4 separate regions of the Mus musculus genome follow, and regions 1, 3 and 4 are each linked to region 2. A link is a contact called in public HiChIP or PLAC-seq, capture Hi-C and promoter capture Hi-C data. All regions are on one chromosome and are shown on one strand. The core of a region is the stretch at or near the end of the contact, and the rest is flanking DNA. Distances in the headings are between cores, read along the strand shown. Region 1 holds the start of Bmf (BCL2 modifying factor). Region 2 holds the start of Knstrn (kinetochore-localized astrin/SPAG5 binding). Region 3 holds the start of Eif2ak4 (eukaryotic translation initiation factor 2 alpha kinase 4). Region 4 holds the start of Gchfr (GTP cyclohydrolase I feedback regulator).

The links. Promoter capture Hi-C pulls out the DNA fragments that hold promoters and counts their contacts. HiChIP or PLAC-seq counts read pairs in DNA pulled down with a chosen protein or histone mark. Capture Hi-C pulls out chosen DNA fragments and counts their contacts.
Region 1: a contact with region 2 is called in an H3K4me3 HiChIP or PLAC-seq map of embryonic stem cells, with 13 read pairs. The contact joins the promoter of Bmf here to the promoter of Knstrn in region 2. A contact is called at or near these places in 2 of 39 promoter capture datasets (embryonic stem cells and neural stem cells), 1 of 115 datasets of contacts at active chromatin or transcription factors (embryonic stem cells) and 1 of 9 other capture datasets (adipose tissue).
Region 3: a promoter capture Hi-C map of second pharyngeal arch cranial neural crest shows a contact between it and region 2. The contact joins the promoter of Eif2ak4 here to the promoter of Knstrn in region 2. A contact is called at or near these places in 5 of 39 promoter capture datasets (the C10 cell line, cranial neural crest, hippocampal neurons and 2 more), 3 of 484 Hi-C or Micro-C datasets (CD4 T cells, regulatory T cells and uterus), 1 of 115 datasets of contacts at active chromatin or transcription factors (effector CD8 T cells) and 1 of 9 other capture datasets (adipose tissue).
Region 4: a contact with region 2 is called in a capture Hi-C map of macrophages, with 2.4 times the contacts expected there. The contact joins the promoter of Gchfr here to the promoter of Knstrn in region 2. A contact is called at or near these places in 2 of 39 promoter capture datasets (erythroid cells and pre-B cells) and 1 of 9 other capture datasets (macrophages).

Annotation. Positions count from the first base shown.
Region 1 is chr2:118,548,327-118,552,847 of GRCm38.p6, reverse strand. Bmf (BCL2 modifying factor) reads left to right here and starts at 3,162. Exons shown (of 5, transcript NM_138313.4): 1 at 3,162-3,308; 2 at 3,678-3,807. The coding sequence starts at 3,186.
Region 2 is chr2:118,811,743-118,816,044 of GRCm38.p6, reverse strand. It overlaps Knstrn (kinetochore-localized astrin/SPAG5 binding), which reads right to left and starts at 2,042. Exons shown (of 9, transcript NM_026412.3): 1 at 1,736-2,042; 2 at 1,553-1,644. The coding sequence starts at 1,944.
Region 3 is chr2:118,386,938-118,391,828 of GRCm38.p6, reverse strand. Eif2ak4 (eukaryotic translation initiation factor 2 alpha kinase 4) reads right to left here and starts at 3,212. Exons shown (of 39, transcript NM_013719.3): 1 at 2,977-3,212. The coding sequence starts at 3,120.
Region 4 is chr2:119,164,964-119,169,427 of GRCm38.p6, reverse strand. Gchfr (GTP cyclohydrolase I feedback regulator) reads right to left here and starts at 1,640. Exons shown (of 3, transcript NM_177157.4): 1 at 1,555-1,640. The coding sequence starts at 1,590.

The sequences.
Region 1 (4,521 bases), core at 1,913-4,412, 260 kb after region 2:
TATTCCCTCTGCAAATGTGTACTGAGCAGTCTCTGAAACAAGACTGAGCCTATGCTGGGTGCCACAGTTCACAGGACCCTGAACTCCACACCCATCTTCTACATTGGGTTTCTGAATCCTGAGATGCTGTCTCTCCAGCATATGAGTCTTCTACCTGAATCCCCAAGAACATAATTAGTGAGTAATAAGTTCACTAACCTGCACATCAAGTTTCTCCATGTGCACAACTTGCAGAAGCCAATCTGTTCTGGAATATTCTTTGAAATCACAGCAATCTTCCTACCATACCTCTTCAGTGCTGGGATTACAGCAGGTATTGCCTCCACACTTGTCTAGTTTATTATTGTTGTTGTTATTGTTTTGTGGGGAGACAGACTGATGCACAGAGAATTTGCCAAGGCCTGAATAAGAATGATCCCTGTAGGCTCATATATTTGACTGCTTAGTAACCAGGGAGAAGAACTGTTTGAAATGATTAGAAGGATTAGGAGATGTGGCTTTGTTGGAGGAAGTGTGTCACTGAGAGTAGGCTTTGAGGTTTCAAAAGCCTATGCTAGACCCAGTCTTACTCTGCCAGTGGATCAGGATGTAGCTCCTACCTACATTTCTAGCACTGTGCTATCATCCTGTCCACCATGATGATAATGGGCTAATCATCTGAAACTGTAGGCAAGCCCCCAGTTAAATGCTTTCTGTTGTAAGAGTTGCCATGATCAGGGTGTCTCTTCCCAGCAATAGAACAGTGACTGAGACAGCCCCCAAGAGATGCACTTGAGCCGCCTTAGGCACAGGCCCAAGTGGAACACCAATGGTGAGAATGAAGGGAAGGGACGGAAGGAGTTCAGTGCATGAGGAGCAGAGGTGGCTTCCTCATGCTTTGCTGAGCTACATGGGTCCAAGGTCACCCTGACCCTCTGACATTCTCACTTGGCCAAGCCTCCTGGAAGGATAATGTACCTCCCTTTGGCTCCAGCATCTCTTGTTGGACAGCTATCAACTCCTGGCAGGCTTGGGCTACTGGCCAATCCTACTTGACCCTTCCCTTTGTCTTTCCCCTCATTCCTGTACTCTGGGATTAGCATTTTCTTACAGGAGCAACCGCAGAGCACAGCCCTCTGCGGGCCTGCTTCACTCTTCTTTCAGATGGTTTTGAGAGAACAAAGAAAATAATAGACAGTAAAAGCCCAGGAGCCTGGCAGGAGGGTGCAGGGCTGCAATCCCAGCTTTTGGGAGCTGGAGGCAGAAGGTCATCATTGTCTACATACAGAGTTTGAGGTCAGCCTGGTACACACAAGGCACTATCTCAAAAAAAAGGGGGGGGGCTCTGCAGTGAAGTTCGCTTGTTGCTCTTGCAGAGGACTAGTGTTTGGTTCTCAGCACCCACATGGTGGCTCACACCCATCCTTAACTCCAATTTCAGGAGATTCCACCCCCTCTTATAGTCCCCTTGGGCATCAGGCACACACCTGGTACACACACATGCATGAAGGCAAAACACCCACACGAATAAAGTAAAAATAAATATATCTAAAAACAATTAAAAAAGAAAAACAGAAAGAAAGAAACCAAAGTAAATAAATAAAAATTTTAAAACAAAAAATAGCCAAAGACAATTGAGTCTGGGAGCCCCAGATCCAGCCAGCTTGTATCTTAGAGCAGACTGTAAGTAGAGACTGTAACTAAGCCCAGCTTCTCTGCTTTGCCCGTGTCTCTATTGCAGCTCATTTAGGTTGTGGCAGGGCTCTGTTCCTTTCACTGATTTCTGCCTCCCCACTCAGTTTTCCCCAAAATTCATCTTCTGTAAAATCTTTGCTACCAGTCCTCTATAAAGTAATTCCTTGGGGCTGAAGAGATGGCTCAGTGGTTAAAAGCACTGGTTGCTCTTCCAGAGGACCCAGGTTCAATTCCAAGAACTCACACGGCAGTTCATAGCTGTCTGTAACTCTGGTTCCGGATGACACGCTGTCACAAAGACATACATACAGGCGAAACACTAACGCACATAAAATAAAAATTAACAAATTACTTTTAAAAAATACAGACTCCTCAGCCTGGTATTCCAGGGGGCACCTCTGCAATCTGACCTGAATCTACCTGCCCATACCCTCACATCCTAAATCATAGTGAAGATGCCAGAGAGCTTGATGGGGGGGAGGGGGGACGGGGGGGGCGTGCAGCTGATCTTGCTTTCCAGACATGTTAAGTACTTTATTCTAGCTCCCTGACCTCTCTGGGTCAGGACTGTTTTATTTGGTTTTTATTTAGTGAAATATTCCCCATTCTTCAAGGCCCGACTCAAAAATCTTTGCTTATTATCCCTAAAATAGCACCATTCAAGCTGGTTTCCATCATTCACATGTGAAGTATCGGTTCATTGAGGTCAGGCACCAGAAGTCTAGCACTTAGACCAGGACCTGGCACATAGTAGGTGTTCAAAAAAATGTGGAGTCATCCCTAGATTGGCCATAGTACACGAGATGCGTTTTGCTTTCTTAGCAGTCCAAGAACAGCCTTCTGCTGCTGCCATAGATAGGGCTGTCCGAGCTACCCCTTTGATTTCCCCTCTGCTAGAGTCCTTTTTTCAACAGTGATCTTCCACAGTCTAGAAGAGAGGACATGGCCTTTCTTTGCACTTGATGGATCCGAATGTCATTTGGTTCTAGATGCAGACACACGTGTTCTCCTCCAGCTTTCCTCAGACACGCCCAACAGGAAAGAGGGCAGTTTTTTGTTTTGGTTTTTTATTTGTTTTGCTTTTTTTTTATTAGGGACCAGCAGCTCGGTTTTTTTTTTTTTCCGCTATATATTACAAGGCGCGTCTGAAAACTCCCAGTCTCCTCCTGAGCCGGCTTTTTGGAAGTCCTGCAATAACTCAGCCCATTTCCAAGTAGACAAAAGTCACTTAGGCGTCTTGTCCCCCCACTACCTAGTAGAAAACCTAGGGACTCTCTGTCGTTTCTGGGGCTTGCATTAGGAACCGAATCCTCACCCTCTACAGCGCTCCAATTGCGCTTCTGACGGAGGTCAGAAATGCGCCCGGCCCCTTATAATGTTTCCAAGGGAAGGTTTGTACATTGGTGATTGTCCCTGGCAGCTGCCCAGCTTGAGACTTGGACCTCCACTTGCCATTGGTCAGTGGTTGGAGTGACGCAAAGAGGGGCGGGGCCTCATCAGCTGTTTGCGGGATGCCCGGAGCGGGCGTATTTTGGAAACAATACCGCGCGGTGTGCCGTGGCCTCCTCCCGCGCCAGCTCGCGCCTGCAGCAGTCGCTGCCGCAGCCCGCGCCACCGCCTCCCACCGCAGCCCGGTGAGCGCCCGGGCGGCGGGGGGCTAGGCGGAGTTGGATCGTACCTCCTCCGGGAAGTGGGGAGCGGAGTCGCGCAGCGCGTGGGGGCCCGGGGAAGGGTTTGGACTGCGGGCATCTGGGGTGACCACGGGGAGTTGGGGTGCAGGGATGTGGGAACGAGGTGCAGAGCACAAATTTGTGGTTGCTGCTCCAAGAGGGGCTTTCGGGAAGCATTTGGAATTCGGAGTTAAAAGTAGGTGAGCAAATGATCCTGGGGTCCACTGCCAAGCTCCCGGACGCTCTGGCCTCCGGGTGTAACTGTGGGGTGGGGCCGTAAGTTGTGGTGCATTTTGCCTCCCTGCGGAGTCTGAAGGCTCCTCTTCTTAACAGCTGGAGTTTGCCCCCTTCTTCCCAATCGAGTGTGGGCACCAAGCCCCCCGAGTGTTCTTCACCCTGGACCCTGGCGCAGAGCCCTGGCATCACAACTCGGAGGCTGAGACGCTGTCCTGGAGTCACCCAGGTGTGTGTGCGTGTGTGCATGTGCGTGCGCGTGTGTCCTGAGATCTTAGCCACTATTGAGTTCAAGGTATCTGGCTAGTGCTAACTCCTAAGAGGAGGAGTTTATATTGAGCATCCTAGTTGGATCGCCGAAGTTCTGCGATGGCTCCAGCGGACTTTAAGACCTTTGCTAGGAATAAAGCATTCCCTGGCGGTGCTCTCAGGAAGTGCCCTCTTCCTATCAGTCTGGACTTTACCACTTTAGCTCAGGGAAGCTGAGGGTCTCCACTCTTCCCCAGTTTACTTTTGACTTTGCCCAGAGCCCCTCCGAGGTTCACACTAACTGGAGAGCCACCTGCAGTTCTTGTGCAAAGTGGGGGGGGGTCCTCCGCGTTTTCAGAGCCACACCCTCTGGCTGCACCTCCCCCACTGTCCAGTCTAGGCAAGGGTTGAACTTTGGGGCTTTGCTGGGAGGGGGAGGGGAGTGATAGGCTTCAAAAGAAACACCAAGACAATGACTCCTGCTTGTGATTGGCTCTGGAGAGTCCCTACTTTGGTTGGGATAGCCACACTGCAAAGAAGAGGTTGAAGGACAGAAGAAGCACTGCTAGGTGACATCTCTTGGTCCTTTCATCTGGAAACTTTACGCTGGAGTTACCCCTTTCCTATCGGAACAATAGCAGGCATGGAGTCATTCTCCAGGGAAGAGGGCACAGGACTACGGATAGCTCAGGGG
Region 2 (4,302 bases), core at 793-3,292:
CATCCCCTTCCCTGGATATCTAGAGCAATCGCTAGGATGACTGACTGACAGGTGTGTACCACACCCACCTTCATTTCCTAGCTGTTTTCCCTTTGTAGGTGGAGACAACCTAAAAACTTCACAGCTAGCTATTGCACTACACATGACCATGAAGCTGGGGTGGGATTGCAAACAGAGATGAAAACTTTAGTTTGGTGAGGAAGGCTGTCACTGCCAGCTATCCAGGGCACTGTGAGGAAGGTGTGTGTGTGTGTGTGTGTGTGTGTTGGGGGGGGGGGGGCGGGCGGGGTGGAGAAGCAGCAGCAGAAGGCTGCAGAGTCCTGCCTCCACTCCTTAAGCAATGCTTCTGCTAATGGCACTAGGATGTCTTGAGATACCCAGGGCAAAGAGAATAAACCTTTAAGCCTGGTGGAAAAGCCTGTTTTACTTCACTTCTGAGGCCAAGCCTGCCTGCCGCTGTTCTCCGATCCGCTGCGCGGAATCATCTGGAAAGGGACGGTAAAAGGATGCTCCTAAGCCCTCCTAACAGCCGCCCAACGCCAGGACCATCTTCTGTGCTATAATCGCCACGTGAGGCAGTACAATCACTACAGACCTCACCTGATGACTGTCAACCACAAGAAAAGCAGCACAGACCAAGACAGAAAAGCAGCTACAAATTGTTTTCAGCCTCTCTCTCCTCTCAAGGTTCTCAGTAACTCTGTCTGGGCCGGGCTCATCTCTCTCATTCCACTCAACATATATTGATGGTCTGCTCGGGAGAGCCACTGTGCACCTGCTAATGTGAACAAGGAACCCTGGAGTTTTCTCCCCAATCTTAAGACAACCAATCTTTACCTGGAAATAAAAAGGATAACTGCATTAAAAGCAATTTCTAGGGTTAAAGAGATGACTCAGAGGTTAAAAGGGAAAATTACTCTTCCAGAGGACTGGAGTTTGGTTCCCTGCACCAATATAAGGTGGCTCACAACCGCCTGTAACTCCAGGTCTAGGGGATCAAGGCTCTGACTCTCGATGGGCACCTAAGCTCATATGCACAAGCCCCCCCTGCACCACATGCACACAATTAAAAAAAAAAAGGGGTTCTAGAGAGGCAAGTGTGGTGGCAGTGGGCCTGTAATTTCAGCATTTCGGAGCGGAAGTGGGAATGTTGCTGAAAGCTAACGTTACACAGGGCTACAGAGTGAAACCTAGCTTTTAAAAAAGGCGGGCGGGAGGGAAGGGCTGGAGCGGGGGGGAGAAAAAAAAAGGAAAAAAGGGAGGCCAAGCACTGAGCATGGTGACACAAGCCTTTAAGCACTCAGGAGGCAGAGGCAGGATCTCTGTGTGCCCCAAGCTAGCCTGGGCTGCATAGCGCTGCATAACCTTGGTAATCGCAAAAGGGGGCTGGGTCAGAAATAGGAACAGGGACTCTCTTACACAGCCTAGTTGGGGTGAGGAGCAGGAGGATGTCAGAGCTAACCGGACGCCGCCCCGACATACAGATTTCGTCCTTCTTAGTCCTAGCATATAGACTACAGACCCCCCGGCTGGTGGAGGTGTGGACACCCACCTGCGGGCAAGCCGCAGCTCGGCATCGAGTGAGGCTGCGCATCGCACACCGTCTTAGCACTGGCCATCGTAGCCGGGTGGCTTGGCTGGACCCTGAAAGTGCAAGACGGATATTAGCAGCGCCAGAGCCCCGCCACGCCAGCCCGCCCGTCCTTCCACCCGCACACATCCCGCAGAGCTTAACCCCGGTGCCGGCTGCTCCCATCCGCCGTTCTCTCCGCTCCCTTTCAAATAATGCTCCGCAGCAACTGCCCAGTCCTCGTTAGAGTCTGCCGCCGCGCTTTCAAAAGGAAACTTCCGGGAGCTGGGAGGGAAGGGGCGCGGCTCCGAGTCTGTAGGCGGCCCTGTTGTACGGAAGGCTGTCTCTTGTGCCTCGGCCTCGGGAGCCGCCATGCTGTACGGAAGGTTCGAGCAGAGTTGCTCCAGCCTGCTGGTCGAGGCTGGGCCAGGGACTCACTGGGCTGGCTTGAATGGAGCTATTGAGCCAAGCTGTCACATTCCAGCCAGAAGGCAGACACGTGAACTCGCCTAGCGTCAAGTCACAATCCTCTTTATTTGGTCTTTGATTGCTAAGGATCCTGCCAGGAATACAGGTGGCCTGAATAGAAACTACCAGGTGAAGAGCAGGAGAGCCTACTTGAAGGACACCAGTGGGCTGAAATAGCTAATGTGCTTAAAAACCCGCATGCAGATTTAATTACAAATTAAAGTTACTCATACAAAACAAGGCAGATTTTCAGTCGTCACGTTGAAAACACAAATACAAAAGGAGCAGCAGCCTGGTGCTGGACATTTAAGAGGGTGATGGGGTAAGGGGAGTATATAGAAGGGCTGACTTTAGCTCTGCCCTCTTGGAGCTTATAATCCAGAAAACACACTAAACAGACAACTGCAAACACACATTTACCATCCATGGGAAGATAATGAAGGGAAAACAAAGATGCTATAAGAGAGAAAAGCAAAGAACCAGTATAAATCGGAAAGACTGAGGTCCTAGTGGTCCACAGTGGTGATTCTAGCACTCAGGAGGCTGCCACGGGAGAATTGCCCTGTCTTTAAGGTTAGCCTAGGCTACATTCCAGGCCAGTAGGAGCTACAGAACAGCAAAACCTTATTTAAATAATAAGATTTAGGTGTGTTTGATTCAGGAAAGATAAGGAGTTGTTAATCTCAGGAACAATGAGAAGTGTTAAGTTTTAAGGTAGAAATGGATCTCCCCCCCCCCATGGTGACAATTTTGGCATTTTGATTTCTTTTATGAAAATGTGGTTTTGTTTTAATCCCTGGTGTGGGATATGGGGCTGCTTCAGACAGTTCACAGCAACTGACTATGATGTGCCTTGTGCTCTATCAGAGTGCGATGGTGTTATGTTTGGACTTTGGGAACTTTTTAGAGGGTATATAAATGCTAGGGCCCTGAGAAATGGTGTGGGTTGTTGGTTGCTTGCTGTTGGTTATGGTTGGTCACACTTTGTTAAGTAGTCATGTGCAAAGAAGAAAGAACAAGAAGAAATTACATACCCTGACAGTGAAGATCAAACTTGCCCCCAAGGAACTCAATGCCCCTAAGCAGCAGGAAGTGGTCTAAAGATAATGTCCTTTCTCCTCTTTCTTTTATTCTCTCCTATCTAGTGTTAGGGGGTTGAAAGGGTGGAGAGGGTGAAAGAACCCACACAGTAACCAATGACAGTTAACTTGCTCTCTCTCTCTCCCGTCCCCCTTTCTCTATCCTATCTTCTCTCTCCTCTCTCCTTTTTCTCTCTCCTTTCTCTATCCTATCCTCTGCCTCTTCTCCCCTCTCTCCTTTTTCTCTCTCCTTTCTCTATCCTATCCTCTGCCTCTTCTCCCCTCTCTCCTTTTTCTCTCTCCTTTCTCTATCCTATCCTCCTCTCTCCTTTCTCTATCCTATCCTTCTCTCTCCTCTCTCCTTTCTCTATCCTATCCTCTACCTCCTCTCTTCTCTCTCACCCCTCTTCTCTCCTTCCTTTACAGGTGCTCACTATGTAGTCCTGACTGTTCTGAATTTACTACATAGACCAGGCTAGCCTTGAACTCACAAAGATCCAGAACTACCTACCTATGATCTATCACAGAGATATATTTGTACCTTGGGAGTCCTGGGATTAAAGACATGGACCAGACTTTTTTCTTGGTAGAGCCCTTAAAGTCATTTTCTTCCTATTCTTTTGGTAACCATTTGGAATTTTCTATGCCTGCCCCAGTACCCAAATAATGACACTGAGTCTAATTTATTTATGAATTAATGCCTATGGGGTTGATTAATTAATGTGATGGGAGTTGGTCCGGTGCTGCTGTGTATTCAAATGCTAAATACTGGCCCCCAAGATGTGGTTACCCCCAATGAGCAGATTCTTACATACACGAATTATTGGTTCAATGAAAAATGGCTACAGCCAATTACTCAGGTGACTAGAAATAGACAAGAGTTTTAGTTACTGGGCTGGGGATTGCAGGCAGGGATGATGAGGAAGGAGAGGGAAGAAAGAAGAAGATGGATAGAACAGGAGGTCTCCATTAGATAGGATGGACCAGGAGCCTGTGTCCAAGTAAAATGGACCCTGAGGATAGTTTAACATTGAGTTTGGGCTCCTGGCAGATGGCACCCATGCATTTGCCCACCTACCTGCCCAGGAGTACGCGCACACACCAGTTAATTTTAAGATGCCTTGGATACTCAAAGGCAGGACACTTCTAATCCTCTGCCTGCTACTCTAGGCCCAATCCTGGAAG
Region 3 (4,891 bases), core at 1,963-4,462, 430 kb after region 2:
TGTGTGTGTGTGTGTGTGTGTGTGTGTGTGTGTGTGTAGAGGCAGCACTTCAGATTGGCAGCAGAAGTGGAAACTTCACGTGTTTCTCAGACTGTGAGAATGGACAGCACCCGGAGAACATGATCTAGACCCTCTTGAAAAAGATATTTCTACATTTATTTGATGGAAGCTTTAAAAACATGAAGTCTCTGGGTGTGGTGGCACACGCCTTTAGTCCCAACACTCAGTAGTTAGAGTCAGGTGGTGCTCGTGTGTGTCATGAAATAGTTAAATAATTTAAATAACTAAACAAAACATCTGACGATTTATCCTCTTTCTTTTCTTTCTTTCTTCCTTCTATTTTTTTTATGGTAACACGGGAACAGGGGGAGGGTCTTTCCTCCCCCCACTTTTGTTTCTTAGTGCTGAGAAATCAAACCTAGGATGTGCTAGGCGAGCACCCGCCCTCAGATGGGGAAGTGCTTTGTAGATGGGGAAGAGGGAGATAAAATAGCCATGTGGTTCAGAAAACAAGTAGTTCATTTTGATTCTGTTAAAAATTTTTAACTGCATAAATTACATAAATATGTCTATGATTAATTTAGGAGAAAATTTTTGTTTCATGTTACCACAAATAAAATTTCCCTAACATACATCTACATTTTTACCATTGAGTAAGAAAATAGACCTTAGAAGAGAAAAATAAATCAATGAATAAGAACAGTTCAGAGCTGGGCAGTGGTGATGCTTGCCTTTAATCCCAGCACTCGGGAGGCAGAGGCAGGCGAATTTCTGAGTTCGAGGCCAGCCTGGTCTACAGAGTGAGTTCCAGGACAGCCAGGGCTATACAGAGAAGCCCTGTCTCGAAAAACCAAAAAACCAAACCAAACCAAAACAAAAAACCCAACAAACAAACAAACAAACAAAAAACAGTTCAGAGAAAAAGAAAAACCATGAACATGGTTTCTAACCAATGAAATACAAATTAGATGGGACAGCTTTCATTCATTTACTGTCAAAATGAAAGGACGGAGCATGCAATGTTGACAAAGGCTAAAGAGATAAGTGCACTCATAAACAACCAGTGGACCCAGAGACAGAAGGAAGGAGGGAGGGTTTGCAATGCCTCCCAAGGGAGGAAGCAGACCCTCTGCTGATACGGAAAGCTAGACAAGATAAATAAGTAGTATTTTTTAAATGTCCTTGAATTGTAAACTATATCTTAAATGATTGATACCCAAACTTTTAAATGTGTAAATTAATTTTTGATATACACTCTGAACTGTTTGACTATCCATGAATGAAATGTTTCAAAACTGACATTTAATCCATGACATATCCCCCAAAAGTTAAAAAAAAGTGATCTGAGTTTACTGGCAGTAAACTTGACCTGAAATGAGAAGAGGTCATTGTCCTCACTGTGTTCAGGCTGACATTTGCATATTCATACATTTATTTCATTGCGTTTACATTGTGAACACACCCCCACAGGCATGGAAGGAGGAGGAACATACACCCCGGATTATGTGTAAGAACACTTCTGTATTCTGAAAACTACTAGGCCTCAAGGGTTCTAGATTCAGGATAGTGGCACCGAATAACCTTTCCCTGAAGAAAGGCAAGTAGCGGGTGCTAATGAGAGCTTGTTCAAAGCGTAACCTCTGACTCATCAGACTGAGCATCAATTATTTGCCTGAAAGGCCTATGAAAGAAAGTGTTGGTGATATTGCTTGTGATCCAGAGCCAGAGTCTACTACTGAATAACTCTACCTGCCTTTTACACTATCTCTGGGTTAAGTCTTCTTGGTTATAAAGGCCACCGTGAGCTGTAAATTCCTGGGCTAACTGGGATCAGCTGTAAATTCTTAGGATTATCAGTATCATTACCTAAAAGTGGCTGATGGTTTTCCTTCCATTTTCCTGCACCTTGGGAACATAAAACTAAAAAAACTAAAAAAAAAAAAAAAAAAAAAAAAAGCCAGCTGGGTCTCCCTGAGTCCCCTGCACATTCTGTAACACTATTCTGGTGGCCTAGGCCCTACTTCCTGGTTCCCTGGAAACAGAGAAGTTGCCAGATGACCTGTAGGTTATCTTACTATTTACAAGAAGCATGTATAACTGTATGTAAAGTTACAAATAAGGCCTAAAAAAGTAAGCTTCCCGCCGGCAGCAGGGGTTTTGTGCATGTTTTACCCATGACTGTGTTCCTAGCGTCTAAATCATTAAATTAAAAAGTATATTGGTTTAGTGGGAGAATCTTGGCCCTGACAGCTTAAGTAAAGCCTTTTCCTAAAGAAATACTAGATATAGAGAAAAGACAGACATTGTGAGTTAAAGAAGTAAGGCAGATGGAGGAAAGAAGTACTTTCAAACTTCAGGAACATTTTAGTTCGGCAGATACACTATTCAAGGATAGGGAGAGACTGTCACTGCCCTCAGCTTAACTTCCACACAAAAAAGGAAAGTGATGTTTTAAATAGAACTCGGTAAACACTGCATTACAGCGACAATAAACATGTTCTATACCTATTCCTCAAAAGTCTCGGAGGAAGGTACAAAAAGTTCTTCCACACAGGAAACGGGATTTACACAGTGTGACCTGGGAGTTTGTTTGCTGAGAGCACAAGACCTGGACCCACGCCCCCTAAGCATCCCCAGCACAAAGTAGCAATGAGTGACTATGAATGTGCAGTCACAACCCACCTCGAGGCCTGGGGCGAGTCAGTGTGGGGAAGAATGGTTGGAAGGACGAAGGGTGGTTAGGGGACGTCAGTGGGAATAAGAAGCACAGCAGAGAGAGGAGCCCGACCGGGGAAAAAAGAGAATTCAGGCCAGGTGCTGCCTTCTCAAGACCAGTGGCGGCGCAGAGGCAGAAAGTGAGGGTAGTGGAACTGCAATATGAAAAGCCTTTAGGATCTAAGTGGTCGCCCCAGACTGGAGGCGTCTGGCTGGGTTCCTAGACTGGAGAACACCGGGCCAGACCAACCACGTTCCTACCCGTCCGCGCGCATCCGGCCGCAGATCCTGGAAGTCCGAGCCGTAAATGGCCTCCAGGGCCTGCAGCTCGTGGTCCTGTCGCTGCGAATAGCTCTCCTGTGGCTCAGCCCGGCCGCGTCCAGAGGCCCCGCGGCCCCCAGCCATGGCGGCCGGGGCAGGCGCAGCGGCCTAGGCGAGGTAGCGGTGATTCTGGGGTGGGTAGGGGAGCTCCAGCCCGCGCCGTGACCGAACTGAGGGCGGGGCCTCGAGTCGGAGTCGGGTCTGGGGGAGGGGCCTCGAGCTGATGACAGGTCTAGGGGGTGTGGCTCTGCTCTGGGGAGGCGCTTTAAAGACAGGATCTCCAGCGGGAGACGAACCTGGGGGCGGAGTCTCGAGCTGAAGACCGACCTAGGGGCGTGACTCTGAGCAGGTGAGAGGGCCTTGGGCGGAGCCTAGGCCAGGAGGCGGGTCTGAAGGCGGGGTTCTCCGCGGCTGACTCGTTTGGCCCACTCCGGAGAAGGCCAGTGGGCGGGGTTTTGCTCCAACTTCTCATGGCCCAAGACTTCTAATAAAACAAGAGTAGGGGAAAGCTTTGCCTTCTTCCTGAGGGGAGAAATTGAGTCAGGAATTGCCAACACACTTTGGAGAGCCAGTCTCTTAGGTCAAAGTGACAACACATATTAGTTTTCACAAAACAAGTATGTAGCAGAAACAGGCGCTGGAACTCCTTCACCCTGCCTGGCTAGAGAGAGGAAAATTTTAGAGCGCAGTCATGAGTTAAATCGTTTATCTTACCTGACCTTCCCAGAATGAGACTACTGGGAGGAAAAAACCGTAAACCCTGTTTCCCACATTCGTTACCCTTGAATCATTAATTAAATGTCTCATGCATGCTCTCTGGACTCTCTGAAATTCTCTCCTTGCATTTTCAAATCCCACAAAGAGAATTATCCGACCAGTTCATTTAATGTAAATTTGAGCATTCACATTCATGTAAAATGTTGCACCCTACTTTACATACTTAAGGGATGTATTTGTGTCCATATGAGTCAGGGTCTCCCTCTGCAGCATGGTCTGGCCTTGAATTCATAGTAATCTTCCTACTTTATCCTCTCAGCGCTAGGATCATGAGACTGTGCCACCATCCCTATTTGACCATATTTTTTTTTCACGCATATAAGTAACCTATCTATTCAGACATTGCTATTGCTTTGTTGTCTACCTGCTGTAGCTTAATTCAGAAAAAAAATGCACTATCATGCCTCGAGTTAGGTTAGGTGACATGTCTCTGTCAATCTTGTTTGCATCTATCTTGTTCACTTAGTAATGTTGACTTAGGCATCTCACCTTCAGACCACTCTGATCAGACAAGGTAACACAAAGGCCTTTTAGAAACCACCTCCTCCCTCCTTCAGCTGGAGACCTGTTCTGTTTCCAGGGACCCCTGCCTGGATACATGGCAGAACTCAACAAACAGTGAAGATATTTGTTGAGTGCTGCCTTTTTTTTTTTTTTTTCAGCTCTCACATTCAAACTGTCATCATGTCCTCAGTTTCCCCCTAAGCTGCAGCCCATTTTTACCACCTCTTCACTGGCTCTCTATTCGGCCGTCTTCATCCTTGCCCCATGTTAAGCAGCTCTTCCTATTGTAGCCAAAGTAAAGTTCCTAAATCACGAATATGGCCACACTAATCTCTAAAATCCTTCCAGTTTCCAACTGCTCTTCTTCTACTACAAAAGAAAAACTCAATACGGATTTTTTTCAACATAAAAGCAGAGGAAACATTATAATAACCCCAGGTATTTGTCATCCAGGTCCACAATGTCAGATGTCGTCACCAGTATTGTTTCATTTTCTCCATCCTTAGGAATGCTTTAAATATCAAATATTGTGGACTTTGTTTATAAAGAAGCATGTGTGTAACAGAAAAAGACA
Region 4 (4,464 bases), core at 391-2,890, 350 kb before region 2:
TGTGTATTGGCATCACTTGGAGAATGAAGGAAATGAGAACATATGTCCACATACAATTTTGTACACAGGCAGGTAAACCTCCCAAGTTACAACCGACACCAAAATAAGAAACAAACCAACAAGAAAAACATATGTTCCTAGCAGAACTACTCATAATAGCCTAAAGACAGAAAGGACACAAAGCTTGTCAGTTGATGAGCACACAATACAATGTAGCAAGCCATAGCTGGGCGGTGATGGAGCACACCTTTGATGTCAGCATTCGGGAGACAGAGGCAGGTGGATCTCTTGAGTTCAAGGCCAACTTGGTCTACATAGTTCCAGGACAGATGGGCCTACACAGGGAAATCCTGTCTTGAATTTCCGCTCCCCGCCCCCCCCAAAGGAAAAAAACAGACAGAAAGACAGACAGACAGACAGACAGACAACAAAACCTCCATAATTTAAGAGAACCAAGCCAGGTAGGACATGCCTGGTGGGACATGCCTGTAATCCCAGTAATTGGGAAGCAAGGCTAGCCTCCAATACATAACAAACTGAGGCCAGCCTGTGTTACATGAGACCCTGTCACACACATACACAAAACTTGGAAAGAAGGCTAGTGAGATGGCTCAGCATGTAAGAGCACTGACTGCTCTTCCAAAGGTCCTGAGTTCAAATCTCACATGGTAGCTCACAACCACCCACAATGAAATCTGACACCCTCTTCTGGTGCATCTGAATACAGCTACAGTGTACTGATTTATAATAAATAAATCTTTGGGCCTGAGTGACTGGGGTTGACCGGTCAATTCCCAACAACCACATGAAGTCTCATAACCATCTGTACAGCTACAGTATACTCATATACATAAAATAAATAAATAAAACTCTAAAAAACAAAGAAAGAAAACTTGGAAAGAATTTTAAAAAATTATTTGAGGAGGAAGAGAGGTGAATGTGCCCAGCAATCCAGATTTCAACAACTGTACAGGTTTTCATGGCCCTTTGGGTATTGTCAAGACCTCTCCTGTTTCATGCTGAGCCCACTACTCCTGGCTATCCCCTGGGAGCTAGATTTGTACCTACCGCTGGGCATTGGAATAGGATGGGGTAGCGCGCCCAGCTATTTAGCTGTGGGGGTGGGGGGGCACCAGGTATCCTTTGAAAGGGGATTTGAGGAGACTTATAAAGCAGCCAGTACCACCTCCCTCCCATGTCCCCCCCCGAAACTTCACCTAGAGAAGCGTGACCTCAGACCCCCGCGTGGTGCTCTCCAGGCTGCCCGCAGCCCTCTCCACCTCTAACCCGAATTCTCTCTGCATCAGAACGAGCCCTGCCTGGAGGGGGCTACAGGTGAGCCGCTGTGTGCGCAGCTTAGCTTGGCCTTTGGCGTGCGGGCCCTGGCTGCAGCGCTTGTGAAGCGGGTCGTGGGTGTCCCCGCGGAACTCCCTGCCCATCCAGTCGCCTGACCCTGCCTGGTGTCCGCGCCGCGGGGGCGTGGTAGGCCGGTTGCGGGACCATCAGGAAAGTCCCTTAGAGTGGCTGTCGCTGTCACCCACTCCAGGTACTCACCATACGGATCTGAGTGCTGATGAGCAGATAGGGCATGGTGCGTGGCTGGGGCTGCCCGCGACCACAGTCCCGTTACTCCCTGCTCTGTCCGCGGGCGGCGCTTGGCGGCCGTGCGGACACTGCACGAGCCAATCAGGAGCGCGCGCCGCGGTCCCGCCGCCCCAGAGACCTGGAAGCGGGCGTGTCCCCGCGGACTTCACTAGGAGTTGTGGCCATGGCGTACAGGGTGCCTGTCGCCCCTTTGCCCTCTTCCTGCAATACCTCCATGCTCAGGCTCCAAAGTCCGGCGGATGCCAGTCGGTTTCCGCCTGTCCCTAAAACGTAGCAGAGCGAAAACTGCGCTGAGGACTAAAGGGAAGCGGGGACTGCGTGTCCTCACCAGGACGCGTGCCTTGTGAACTTAAGTGCACGAGGCGAGGCGAGACGCGAGTGTCAGGTCCTGGGCAGTCCTGCGTCCTGGGGTCTGTCCTGGGGTCTGTCATTTTCAAGTGTGGCTGCGGGTCTTTGCATGCCTATCTATGGCCCTGCAAATTAAGTCTGTGCATCATCTACACTCTTGGCTGGGTGCCAGTCCTCTGGCTGTAAAGGCGCGGAACCTGTTCCTCCTGCAGGGAGCCTTGGGAGCACGCGCAGATCACAGGGTAACACCTGAGGCATAGAAACGTCGATCCCTAAGCCTGATGCCCAAGAGAGGGCGGCGAGTTCACAACTAGCTGGTCCACGCCCTCATCTAGAAGTAGACAGGTCAACATTCTTCAACCGACTCATTCTGATTGGTTCCCTAAAAAGCAAAGACGAACAAAATAGTTGCCCTGGAAAAGCATATAACCAGTTGCCCTGGAACACGCCCCGCCCCTGGCCTGGAAACCTGACCTTCTTACCTAACTGGTCTGATGTATTTATATGATCCTCTTCCTGTCCGGCACCAGCTCTCGCACCCCAACAATTAGCGAGAGGGATAAGACGCATCTATGTTTAACAAAGAGCTCGTTAAAGAGGCAGAAAGGGACGTGCTGTAATGCAGAGGTAGAGGGCAAAAACTGAGGTTCTAAATTTAACCCTCAGTCCTGGGACGGTGAAAATAAAAGTCTCATCAGGGAACCTATCAAGAACCCCTACAGGGGCTGGGATGATGCTCCGCTGATTCCATGGTTCGCTGAGTTTGATCCTAAGCTCCGTTGTAAGCCGGAACTGAGAGCTGGGATAAAATAAGCTCTTTTTCCCCTAAGATGCTGGGCTTGTTGTGGTGGTGGTTGTTGTTTGTTTTGAGTATTTTATCTCAGCAACAGGAAGGAAGAGAGAGAGAGAGAGAGAGAGAGAGAGAGAGAGAGAGAGAGAGAGAGAGGCAGAGAGAGAGAGAGACAGAGAGAGAGACAGAGAGAGAGACAGAGACAGAGAGACAGAGAGACAGAGACAGAGAGAGACAGAGAGAGACAGAGAGACAGAGAGAGAGAACTGAATCTGTCTCAGAACAATCACAAACCAAAACCTAATAAGGAAACAAAGGAACAAAACAACAAACCCTCACCCCACCCCATAACAAAAAGAACCAATAGGGGAAACAAGATTGGCAGCTAACTTGGCTAGGCACTCCATGGGAGCAGAGATGATCAATAGGCATATAACCAGTTGCCCAAACCTTTAGGAATCCTAGAAATGCAATGTTTTATCATGTGTCTTGTCTCTGTGTGTTCACAGACCTTGTCAAGGCTAACTTCTGAAAGTTATAGACAGTTTTCAGGAGCTGGCTCTCTCCTCCCACTGTGTGGGTTCCAGGGCTCAAACTCAGGTTCTCAGGTTTGGCAGCAAGACCTTAACCAGTGAGCCAGTAAACTTCATCTTTATACCACCAGACACTGCCTTACAGAGAGCAAAAAAAAGAAGGAATGTACAATGTATGAGAATTTCCAGGTGTGTGGTGCATGGCTGTGGTTCCAGCTACTTCAGAGACTGAGGCAGGAGAAGCACTTGAACTTGCAAGCTAAAGACCACTTGGAGGTAACATAGTGAGATTTCATGGGGGTAAGGTGGTGGCTCACATCACTAGCCTTAGTACTCAGAAGACAGGATTGCTTCAAGTTCAAGGCTAGCCTGTGTTGAAGTGTGAAATATTGTCTTAAAAAAGGTCTCCTGCCCCATGGGCCTGGAGAGATGGCTCAGAAGTTAAGAACACTTGGTGCTCTTCCAGGGAGCCCTTATTCAGTTCCCAGCTCTCACATCAAATGGCTCATAACTGCCTCTAACTCCTCCTCTAGGGAAGCCAGTGCCCTCTTCTGGCCTTCACAGGTACCTGCTCACTCACATACACACAAAAAAATAAACCTTAGGGGCTGGAAAGAAGGCTCAGTGGTTAAGAGCACTGACTGCTCTTCCAGAGATCCTAGTTCAATCCCCAGCAACCACATGGCAGCTCACAACCATCTGTAATAGAATTCAATGCTGTCTTCTGGTGTGTCTGAAGACAGCTACAGAGTACTCACATACATAAAATAAATAATTAAAACACAAAACTTACAGGACTTTCCTCCCCACAAAAACATGAAGAAGAAGAAAAGACTCTAAAAACCAAATGTAGGTAAAGTGCTGGCGGTTGGGACTATCTGTCTGCTGAGAGCACTTCTATTCTTCAAAGTTGTGATTGTCACAATCAAGTTTCACCCCTTGTGACAAAAAATAAATCAGCCTGGAGTAATGGACACCTGTAATCTCAGTCCAGCTTTGACTCCCAATGGGTCATGTGTTTCCAGTCACCCACCCAGGAACTCTTTGGATCCACTAATGAAAGACACACACACACACACACACACACACACACACACACACACACACATCAAAGCTGAGCAGTTCTAATCCTCCCCTAGCTACCCCAAGCTCAATCAGGGGAGTGGCCAGTAACCATTTACCTGAATT